Regions from separate parts of the Ovis canadensis genome. Here region 1 is linked to region 2. A link is a contact called in public Hi-C data. All regions are on one chromosome and are shown on one strand. The core of a region is the stretch at or near the end of the contact, and the rest is flanking DNA. Distances in the headings are between cores, read along the strand shown.

Region 1 (5,925 bases), core at 2,307-4,806, 130 kb before region 2:
GAGGGACACCAGGGGCACCTCGGTGACCAGGTGAGGAGCTGACCAGGGCCGGCCACAGCCACTGCAGCTTCGCTTGAGCAAGGCTGGAAGGAAGCCCAGAAGGAGGGGGGCTCTGGGGCCTCCTCTCCTGCCCTCCCCTTCTAAGCTCAGCCTTGAGTCAGGCTGGGAAGGGTTCGGGGGTGGAGGGAAGGGCCAGGGGATGAGGGCAGGGGGTGGAGACGTTAAAGACAAACAGCCATCAGGGCAGTGGAAGTTCTTTCCTCCTCCAGAAGGAAAGAACTTCAAACCACCATTTCACAGATGAGGAAACTGAGGCCCCGAACTGCAAAAGGGAAGAATCAGGGTCAGTTGCTGGCATCCTGACCATTTCCCTGACCTCTGTACCCACACCCAGCAAGAACCAGCTCAGGAATGGAGCTGCAGCTGGGAGCCTGCAGGGTGGGCGGGCTTAACCCTTCCAGGCCCAACTCCCCAGTTCTCTGCTTGTCTAGCACAGGGACGAGACACACACCGAGGACACTCCCGCAGGAGTCCAACCTCTGAAACCACAGTCCTCCTCTACGCAAGGGCTGAAAAGGCCATGGAGTTAGGCCAGCCAGAAGACACCATCGGAAACAACGAAGGTCCCATCTGGGTGCTTAACCTGGGTGCAGGGAGTCTCCGCCCCCATCCTCAGACAAACAAGCAAAGAATGAATTAAACACAGGCTGGGCTGATAGACAGGCCCCTGCTGCATGACCCCTGGCGGGTCACTTCCTCGGCAGACTCAAGTCACACAAGAGGGTAGGAGGGAGAGGCCACATGAACCGAGGCCCGGGCCTGCCTTGCCTCCTCCCCCTTGAGCCCCAGCACCTGTCCTCTGGCTGCGCCCAGCGATGCCCGTCTGCAACTCAAGGAAGCACAGGTCAGAGAGCAGTTACTTTGGATGATTTTTTTTTATTTTGCGTTTCATATATTATCCAGTTTCACATTCTCACAGGATCAGCAATTACAACAGCCACCTCGTCTCCCAAGTCTGAAAACGGCAAGACGGCCACGGCCGCGGCCAAAGGCGAAGCACTGATGTGCTCACGAAACAAAAAATTGCACAATTTTTCCTTCATTTTTCTTAAACTAATGGCTGACGCTAAGGCTCACTGCTGGAGAACGGAAACCCTTTTCTTCTTCATGCCTCAAACGAAAACGTTAAACTTATCTGACAAGGCGGACAAGGTCTCTTCAATAATTAATTGCACACACACACGAAAAAATCCTTTATGTTGCATAAATATTTTGTTACACAGGGTACAAAAATACTTTCACTTTTTTGGTTGGTTTCAAAGTTTGGAAAGAATGAGGAGCCATGGCAGGGGTGGGGAGCGCCGGGGAGAGGTAAGCGAAACGGGTAGAGAAAGGATTTTCTTAATGGTTGTTGGCCCATCTGAGGAGGAGGAAACAGAAGACCCCGATTTGAAATGACCAGGAAAATGCTCTGTCTTGGCTGGGTGGTCCTTCCTGTTCAGCCTGGAAGTGAGTGGGGTGGTGGGGGTGGGGTGCGCCAGCCGCCGGGCGGAACTGGCTGCGGGGCTTGGTCCTCACTGAAGCGGGGTGGGTGCAGGGCAGGGGTGTGGGGAGAGGGACCTGGAATGATGAGCTGTTAGTGGCCAGGCCTTGTTGCCATGGTGACGCAATGTGAGAACAAACTGTACACTCGCACATACACAAGTTTAAGTGTCTTAATTCACGCCAGAAAGCATGCAAAATTAAACGCCTCGTGTCTCTGAGGTGGGGCTACGGAAGCAGATTGGGACTGGAGGTCGGGCCTTGCTCAGTCCCAGGGAGGCCTCCCCGCTGGGCCTGGGGGTCCCAGCAAGAAGACCCCTGAATCCGGCCATGAGGCCTTGGAGTGGGGCTGTGGGGCAGGACAGGGCTGAAGAGGAAGAGAGGAAGGAAAACAGTCCACTGAGTCAGGCTTAAAATTCACAGTCTTTGGAGGGCAGCAGCAGCAGCTCTGCAGGGCCACCTGGGGGCAGGGGGGACGCTAAGGGCGGCTTCCTCCCCCCTGGGTCGGGGGCCTCGAGCTGTGGTGACAAGACCTGGAGGGAGGGGGGAGAGAGGGGGCCGTGAGCAGCGGTGGGAGACTGGAGCAGGACCCAGGCCCGCCCCCTTGCAAGGAGGCTGCCAGGTGGAGGGTAGGGGGTGGCAGGGTTGGGGGAGTGGGGAGAGCCAGCCAGAGTGCCCCCGGTGCAAGCTCAGGTCGGGTGAGCACCAGTGAGCCCCGGAGCCATGGCCTGGCAGGAGGCCGGGCTCTGGGAGGCTCTCTGTCCTGGTCTCAGAGCCCGCACTTACTGAAGAACTAACAGAACTGCCGATATTTCCATCCCGGCTGGGTGGCATCAGAGGAAGGGCACCAGCGCACCTGTAAGAGAAGCCGCGGTTAGGAGCTAGCGGAGTAGCGCCTTCGCTCAACGGGGGAGCCCGAGGGACGTGGCCTTCCGTGCCCCGTCCGCGTCCTGGTGCTGTCTCGAGGGCGGAGGCAGGCCAGTTACTCACCGTCGGGGGTCAGCGTCCTCATCCCCAAAATGGGAGAGTGCCTTCTGACCTGCCTCTTCTACAGGACGAGGTTCAAAGGAGAGGACAGTTACACAGCTGTTCACGCTCCTCCACTGAGCCTGGCAGTAGTGGGAGGAGGCCTGGCAGCCGGTGGGGGGTGGCGGGCGCCCGGGCCCCAGTCTACCCATCCCCCTAACCAGGAGAGTGTGGGACTGCTAACATCAAGGAAGGGACCTAACACACTTTCTCTCAACTTCTTCGAGCCTCAGCGTCCTCACAGCTCCAGAACAGACATGATTAAGTCACAGGGTGCGACAGTGGAGGACAGGGAAGCCTGGTGTGTTGCAGTCCATGCGGTTGCAGAGTCGGATGCCACTGAGCGACTGAACAGCAAACTCACAAGGTGTCCACAAGGATCAGGTAAGACAGGACATAAAATCCCCTTAGAAGCCAAAGTCCGCGTGGCCTCCAAGGGGCAGGACTCCCAGACGTTAGTCCTGTCCTTAACAGGAGTCAAGGGAGTCACAGCCGTGACCCAGCTGGTGCTTCCACGCCCATCCACCGCCCCTCCTGTCCCCTCCATCATTACTGCTGCTTAGCTGCTCGTTGTGTCCAACTCTTGTGACCCCATGGACTACCCCACCAGGACCCTCTGTCTGCGGGATTTCCCAGGCAAGAACACTGGAGTGGGTTGCCATTTTCTTTTCTAGGGGATCTTCCACATCCAGGGACTGAACCCACATCTCCTGCAGCGGCACGTTCTTTACCACTGCGCCACCAGGGAAGCCCATTCCCCTCCATTATAAGACTCCTAACTTTAGGGATCTGTGACCTACCAGCTGAGCCTGCCAGAAGGGGCCTGACAGCGACCTCAACTCTGGACTTGCCAGAAGGCCCCACAGAGCAGTGGTCCCAAAGCGGGATTCCCAGAGACAGGCCAGGAAATGACACATACTCCCTTCTCCAAGGGCAGGGAATCTGGAGCATGAGCTGTGCTGGGGGCCGAGCCAACATTGCGGGGAGGCTGCCTGCCCCAGTCACAGACAGCACGTTTGCCCCTGGCTGCCTGGGAGAGTAGAGGCAGGGCACCACAGGGCCCCAAGTCAGGGGTGGGGGGCGGAGAGCTCAGAGAATGGAGCCAGACTTCTCTTAGGAAAGAGAGGGAGGGCTCAGGAGAGCCCTCGATGAGGCAACCGAGTGGCAGCTGGGCACAGAGACAACCCTCGCGAAACTGCACAGTCAGACCCGGTGCCCGCTCGGCTGCCGGGAGTCCCCGCCACCGCAAGCAGAGAAGACATCAAGCAACGCCAGGCTACCTGGCAGCTGAGAACTTGCTCCTGTGGCCCCTCAGAATTCCAGGTGCTGTTCACTATAGCTCAGGGCCACCCCGTACTCAGCAGGACATCGGCGTTGGTTCCTCTGCAGTGCCAGGACACTCGGCACTTGGTACATCTGGGTCCCGGGCCACCTGCCCAAGGCCGGTAGGACACTCTGAGCTCCGAGGATGGGGCACCGCTGTTGTCACACGGCTGACCCCGACCTGCCAGGATTACCTGGATTAGGACCCACACCACATGGGCAGGGTCAAGAGCCTCGTGGAGGCATCCAGCCTCAGAGGCCACCTTATTTTCTCTCATGTCTTTTAAACATCTGGAAGTACTTCCCTCCCTTCCTGGCTGACAGCTGAGTGGGAGGAAGCCTCTCCTCCCCTTTGCTGAGCTGTGGGCTGCCCTCCCAGCTGGAAGCCCAGCTGGACACCAGAGCTAATTCCCCAAGAGAGGGGCGACGAGGAAACCAGCACCGCTGCCACGGGAGGAGCCTGCAGCCAGTCCAGCTCCGGGAAGCCCTAGTGGGCCCAGACCACTGCCCTTCACCCAGCCTCCGGCTGGAGCAGCCCCTCATCAAGGAAGTGCAGGGCAGGCTGGGTGCCCTGCTGGGCTGCAGCAGGGAGAGCATCAGACGAGAGTGGGAGGGACCCTGGAGGCCTCCAACCCAGCCTCCTCCCCCAGCGGCTGCTGAGGGGCCCCTGCAGCAAGCCTGCCTCATCCGGCCCAGCCCTCTCCTCTAGGTGCTGCGCCCCGCGCTCCAGAGCCTGAGGCAGCCGCTGCCTCCTTGGGGAGGAAGGAGAGGAAAGCACTCCTCTCTGAGCTCGGGATGGTTGTGCCACTGAAGTGGACAGAATGTCCTTGAAGCGCTGTGCTTCCACTTTCCTCAGATGCCTGGGAGAGGCTGGTGGTCCAGGTCCCTCAAGAAGCACAGTCCCTTCCGGCCCCAGCTCAGGCTCAGGGGTCAAGGCCAGCTCAGCAGGGAGCGAGCGGCCAGTCCCCTCTCAGGGCCTCCTGTCATTCACAGGGCAGGCTTGGGAGGCCTAAGTGGCCATCCCACAGAGGCAGCCATGGGCATCCAGAATGCCCACAGCTCCAAGAGGAGGAGCAACCAAACAAAGGAATTGGGGGCCGCCCTCAGTCCCCCTCAACCTGGGACTGATGGAGAAGACACACCGAGAGGTGGGCGAACGGATGAATCCTCACGAGAAGAAACAGGAACAGCCAACAGACACAGGAGCCTTGCTCACCACAAAGTCCAATTAGGGGGCTTCCCTGGTGGTCCAGTGGTTAAGACTCCAAGCTCCCGCTGCCAGGGCATGGGTCCGATCCTCGCTTTGAGAGCTAAGATCCCGCATGCCATGTGGTGCAGCCAAACCCAACGGTACCCAGTCTTACTTAACCCAGACTGGCAAGTCTACATTTTGACCTTGTGATAGTTCTAGGAAATTTATGATAAGGAAAACAAGCAGGACAGGTGCCCAGAGAGGTGTGAACAAGGGCGTCCATGGCAGCACAGCCTATCAGGGCAAAAAAAAAAGTGTAAACAGCCTCAGCCTCAGTTACCTGCCATCTACAGGGAGCTAGACACACGCTGGCAGGACAGCCAGGATGTAGATTACACTTACTGGCATGGAAGCATGTCCCGATACCTTAGTTCTAAAATGATTAAACATGTAATTTGTGTGAAAGGTTCATACCCATGGATTTATTTACACTCCTGTGTCCAGCTACCTACGAAGTCTAAGCACTAAAAGTGCTGATATTCTGGGGAGCAGCTAAGGGAACAGAGAAAAAGCCCTATCTATTTCTCCTCATGAATGCAGACCTCTAACAGCTTAATGCTTAGGCACTCGGCACATGCCAGATGCTGTTCTTAAGAGGTTTCCACACACTAAGTTCACTTAATCCTCAGAAAGCCCTCTGAAGTTGATGCTATTATCATCTCCATTATACAGATAAGAAAAGAGAGGCAGGGGGGGTTGGTCTAACTCATCAGTAAGTGGCTGAGCCAGTGTAAGGGGGGGGGGTGGGGAGAAGGGCCACAGTGAAAGATCCATATCCTCAG
Region 2 (5,985 bases), core at 2,004-4,503:
ATACTTACCTTCCCTCATAATTAAAGAAATGCATAACAAAATAACAAATACCATTTCAACTGCCAGATTGGTGCCAATCAAACTGTTTCACAGTGAGCAGTATCAGTGGGGAAAGTCAGACTTGAACACTGTTGGTGGAAATGTAAACTGACTAACATTTTGGAGGACAATTTGGAAATGCCTACTGTGGTAGAGTGAAAGTGTCCATGGATTCTTTGACACTTCTCCCATAGAAAGATGGGGGTCTGTGTCCCCTTTTCTGGACCTTGGCTAGTCTATGAGTTCTCTAATAAAATGCAGCAAAAGTGATACTCTCCTAATTCCAAGTACATCCCCTTAGCTTGTCCAGTGGGCTTCACTTCTTACATCTTACCTGAACTGTGATTACCTGATTACCTGCTCTGATGAAGCCAAACCATGGCTTTGGGAATCCCTGGAGGATATGACACCACATGGGAGAGAGAGAGGGAGGTTGAGGAACACCGAGGCTCGGATGCATAAGTGCTAAAACCAGCTCGGAAGAGAACCAAAGATGAGCCACACAGCTCAGCCCTTCCTGAATTCCTGACCTAAGAATCATAGCTCAAATAAAATAGTGGCTTTATATACTGAGTTTTGGGGTAGTTTGTTATACAACCATAGGCATCTGGAACATTCAGATTTAAGTTTATTCTTGAGCTTCCCTGGCGGCTCAAGAATCTGCCTGCCAATGCAGGAGACATGGGTTCCACCCCTGGTCCAGGAAGATCCCAGATGCCTCAGAGCAGCCAAGCCGACGTGTCACAACTTCTGTCTGTGCTCTAGAGTCTGGGAACCACAACTACTGAGCCGGTGCGCCCGAGAGCCTGTGCTCCACAGCAAGAAAAGCCACTGCAACGAGAAGCCTGCACTCTACAGTGAAGACACAGCCAAAAATAAATAAATGGATACACTTTAAAAAGAGAGGAACTTAAATTTATCCTTTGAGCTAGCAGTTGCCCTTCCGTGAATCTAAACTACTGAGATGTTTCCACAAGTGCACAAAAGCACAACAGAAACACCTGACTGGAGAAATTCATCGCAGCATTGTTTGTGATAGCATGAGACTGGAAAAATCTATCTGCCCATTATTAGGGAAATGGCTAAATTAATTCTAGCATATCTAATCGGAGAAGGCAATGGCACCCCACTCCAGTACTCTTGCCTGGAAAATCCCATGGACGGAGGAGCCTGGTAGGCTGCAGTCCATGGGGTCGCTAGGAGTCGGACATGACTGAGCGACTTCACTTTCACTTTTCACTTTCATGCACTGGAGAAGGAAATGGCAACCCACTCCAGTGTTCTTGCCTGGAGAATCCCAGGGACGGGGGAGCCTGGTGGGCTGCCGTCTCTGGGGTCACACAGAATCAGACACGACTGAGGCGACTTAGCAGCAGCAGTAGCAGTATACCTGATTAATGTTATATACTGTGCCTGCTGATACCCTGAGACAAGAAAAATTATTATTTATGGTCCTGTGAGCCTCGGGTGACATAACGGAAGAGTTGAGAGCATAGATTTTGGAGCCATAGACCCTGGCTCTGCCATTTATGATCTGCGTGACTTTAGGAAAATTGTTTAATCTCTCTATACCATAATGACCTCACGTGTAAAACGGGAATGATAATCAGAGTCCCTACTTCAGACACCTGTGGTGAGAAATAAATGAGTTAAAATGACAAGCCTGGTATGTACCTGTGATAGATGTACTTTGGAGATGAAAGAGCTTGGAATTTCAGTTGGGTTGGGCCAGATGGTTAATATCTTAAAGGGACTGCATAGCAAAGGATCTGCTGGATTGCCAGCCTAGGACAGGAAAAGAAGAGTCAACAAAGGTTTGAAGGCAGTGGGTGGGAGAATGTTTGTAAAAAAGAAAGATGGACTCATCCTCTACTTCCTATTCTGCGTCTTGCTATCTTTCAGAGATTCTTCCTACCTCAGCACTTACAGACACACTCAGTTCTTTTTAACAGTTGCTCAGCATTGCATTGAATGATTGCACCTCAATTTATCTCACCATCCTCTACTGATAGACTCTTGGATTGGTTCCAGTTCTTTGCTATCATTACAGACAACACTACAGCAGACACTCTTGCACATTTATCTCTGCCCGCTCACTGATATTACTTCTATGGTGTAGATTCTTAGAGGAGTTGTCGAGCATAAAGTATACGTATCTTTTAAAAAATTCTGATAACTCTTGTCAAATTGCCTCAATATCTGGTCCCATTTTCCCCTCCACTGCTTTTGTTTCCATACCTTCCATACTATTTGCACATTTTTTGAGCATTGTTTTGCCAAGTATTATTAGGCCTCGTTTTCAAATGAATACACCAGGGCTGAATTAGCCACCATGCATGTCTTCAAGGGTTCGCTGTCTGGCAGGATTGGAGTGGGGATAGCAGCGTGGTGCAGAATGATAGCTGCGGACAGTTATTTCCATCAAAGCCAGAGCTGGCACCAAAGACTGGACCATAGGCTCTGGGAACCTGCAAGAAAGAGCAGCATTTTGGGTCTGGGGCCACACTGACTGGGCTGGCAGAGCCCTGGGCTGTGGGCACTATCCCTGGACTCAGTCCAGGCCTGGGTGGCCTCCTTACAGAGCCCTGGGACCCAGACCTCACTGTGCAGGTGGACTGGGTTTTTACAGCAGGCTGGCCCTGGCTCCTGCTCTGGGGCTCACACCCGAAGCTGTCCCATTTCCCCACCCAGGAATGCCAGGTCATCACACCCCTTCTCCACATCCCTTGTCCCGCTCTTTGCGACCACATGGACTGTAGCCCACCAGGCTCCTCTGTCCATGGAATTTTCCAGGCAAGAGTCCTGGAGTGGGTTGCCATTTCCCACAGTAATTTCCAAATGTTCTGTATGAATAAAGTCTTTCTACCTTTTCCTTCAAGATTAGAAAGGCTCAAGGTTCTCTGGGAGGTCCCTGGTGAAGCGGGAAATAAGGGGAGTGGGAATTAAACTGGAAGTTAACGCCACATTACTAACATCCCTGCCACAACTCGCCCTCACCCAAGTTCTTAGCCTGGCATTCGAGGACTTTCACTGGCAATTTTGGGGAAAGCCTCAGAGAAGAGAGCAGCAGGAAATCCAGAGTGGAAGACACAGCAGGGAGAGCCTCCTCCTTCACCGGAGGACACAGTCAACCACAGCTCAGACTACAGCCTGTGTCCACCACCCTATCTGGTGATGGCAACAGATTCCTTACACTCTCAGCTCTTTGCCGGCTCTGGCTCCCCCGCTTGTCGACAATGGGAACTGCAGTCGAGCAGAACCGGCTCCTCCCACTCCCGGAGGAGTTCCGGGGGGAAGTGCAGCTTGGGGAAGCAGGGCGCCCGCGCGCCCCATAGCTCTTGTCCGTTTCCTCCCCACCGGGGTGCTTGCTTGCGCTGTTTCCTCAGGTTTTCCCCCAGATCGCTTTTCTCCTGACGACAGAGCTGCCCCCTAGAGTTGGATTACCCCCGCGGACCCACCTGAAGGACGTCCTCTGTCCTTATCCGCAGTCGTGGTCGCTGCCCCGCCCGGGACCAGCGCTGGTGAGGCGCCTTAGCTGGATTCCACTCTGAACTCATACTTGTTTGCAGTGTGTCTCTGGGCGAATCATTAACCTTTCTTGAACTTCACTGTCTCCTCTGTAAAATGGAGCTTAGATTTACTATTTACTAGCGCCTGTTGGGCTGCCGTATATGGGGGTCGCACACAGTCGGACACGACTGAAGCGACTTAGCAGCAGCAGCAGCAGCATTTGCATTCCTAGGGATGACAAGATGGGATGGTCCAGATGGCAGGTGGAGAGCAAGATAATAATCACCACCATAATGGGTCACTCCCTGGGTGCGGGGGACTGCTCTAGGCATTTTGAAATGGCCCTATAAAAAGGTATTATTCACAGATGAGGTATCATCCACTAGTTAAGAAACAGATTTAGTGATTATCCCAGAGTCAGACAGCTAGAGGCAAAGCTGGGACTGGACAAGGGTGGCCATGGGTACACAAGTGCTGGGAAGAGTGGGTGCGGGTCCAAGGTTTATGAGTTTAGCAGGGTGTTGAGGCCTGAAAAATATCCAGCTGCTCCTCCCTTTGGGTCATTATTCAGTGTTTTCGGATAATGGATTATTCATGCCTTCTTAATGCTTTTGTGGGCAGAGACCTCAAAGACCATCCGTGCTGCTTTCCTTATGGAGAGCCAGGGAGAGACTTGTCCAGGGTCACGCTGGCTGGGCAGCTCCTTCCCTGTGCGCCTGCTCCTCCACCCACCCTTCTTCGTGGGAGCAGTTATAGTGGGGGATGCTCCTTCCCACCCACAAACTGCCCACTCAGTACAGGTCCCTCTGTGGGACCTCCCGCTGGCCACTCCTGACCCCACTTGGCCAGGGCCTTTTGCTATTCCCCTCCTCTCCCTCCTTCAGATACTCTCGGTCCCTCCGCCCTCACAGGGGTAATGCCCTAACCAGTGCCTCCCCCGGCTCCCAAGTGCTGGCATAAAATCAGCCAATATTTTACCACTCTGTGCTTGTCATGTGCATCTTTGTTTTGTTTTGTTAGAAAGGGGTTAAGCAACAGCAGTAGAAGGTTGTTGTATCGGTCCGGATCCATTTGGGAAACAGAATCTCTTTGCGGTTGCATGATAGAGGCTTTATGATAGTAATTTGCCTTGCACAGTTGTGGAAGGAGCTGGGGAAGACAGTGACCAGAAGGGGAGTTACAGCATCAGCGGAGTCAGTAATCATTCTGAGAAGCCAAGTTGGTCCAGCTGTGAAGGGGAACCACAGGGGAAGCTCCAGGAGGTCTGTGGGAAGCTGTTTCCTCTGTGTAGAGGATGCCTCTGGGTCTGCACTGAGCATCTGTGGTGGCAGGAGGCCACTACTGGTCAGTTGGATCATCAGTGGGGAATAAAAGTTGGATATGGAGTGGAGGAGAGAACAGGAGGATGCTGCAGGTCTTAGATAACTGACTATAACAACCTTCAGAGACTTGACTTTGAAACCTGTAAACATTTTATATAGTTCTAAAACAAAAGTATGTTAAACGTATCTAAACAGTTCACTGCTGTACGTGATATATGAAAGAGTAAATCCTAAGAGTTCTCATCACATGGGAAAATTTTTTTTTTCCCTTTTCTTTAATGTTGTATCTTCATGAGATGATGAATGTTCACTAAGCTTAGTGTGGTAATCACTTAATAATGTATATAAATCACATCGGTATCCACACAGTGCTGTATGCCAATTACAGCTCAATAAAATTGGAATGGAAAAAATCTAAAAAGGAAAATGAGGACTTACCTGGTGATCCATTAGTTGAGAATCTGTCTGCCAATGCAGGGAACATGGGTTCAATCCCTGCTCTGGGAAGATTCCACATGCTGCAAGCTGCAGCTACTGAGCCCATGTGCCACAGCTGCTGAAGCCGGAATGCTCTAGAGCCCATGCTCTGAAATAAGAAAAGCCACTGGAATGAGAAGTCGGCACTTCACAAATTGAGATTAGCCCCCACTCGCAGTAACTGGAGAAAGCGCTAGAGAAAGCCCACACATAGCAGTGAAGACCCAGCACAGACAAACATAAATAAATGACTAAATAATTGTTTAAAAAGCAAAATGAAATAAATAAACCTCTGCCTGTTGAGTTGGTAGCATAATCACATAGAGAGGAACTATTCAAAGTGGCTTTAAAACAGTAGTGTGGACTATACAGTTACCTCTTGGTATCTTCGAGGGATTGGTTCCAGCACCCCTGATGGCCAAATCTGCAGATGTTCAGGTTCCATATAGAGAGGCATAGTGTTTGCATCTAGTTTACCCACATCATCCCACATTAAATTATCTCCAGATTACCCGTAATTCTGAATACAATGTAATGCTATGTCAGTATGTGACAAATTCAAGTTTTCTTTTTTGAAACTTTCTGGATTTTTTTTCCCAAATATTTTCGACCTGGGGCTGATTGAATCTTTGGATTC

Evidence for each region. A called contact is a pair of places that touch in the nucleus more often than the background predicts.
Region 1: a contact with region 2 is called in a Hi-C map of lung, with 4 times the contacts expected there. The contact joins two enhancer-like sites. A contact is called at or near these places in 2 of 2 Hi-C or Micro-C datasets (fibroblasts and lung).

The regions. Positions count from the first base shown.
Region 1 is chr7:55,839,717-55,845,641 of ARS-UI_OviCan_v2, reverse strand. All of the region lies in intron 7 of RBPMS2 (RNA binding protein, mRNA processing factor 2), which reads right to left. Among named protein-coding and RNA genes, the nearest start is that of RBPMS2, 26 kb to the right of the region's middle. Within about 2 kb of position 3,556, the one cell type or tissue checked has open chromatin away from gene starts, as enhancers often do. A contact at or near this core is called in fibroblasts, where this site is marked.
Region 2 is chr7:55,704,614-55,710,598 of ARS-UI_OviCan_v2, reverse strand. No RefSeq gene overlaps it. Among named protein-coding and RNA genes, the nearest start is that of PTGDR, 43 kb to the right of the region's middle. Within about 2 kb of position 3,253, the one cell type or tissue checked has open chromatin away from gene starts, as enhancers often do. A contact at or near this core is called in fibroblasts, where this site is marked.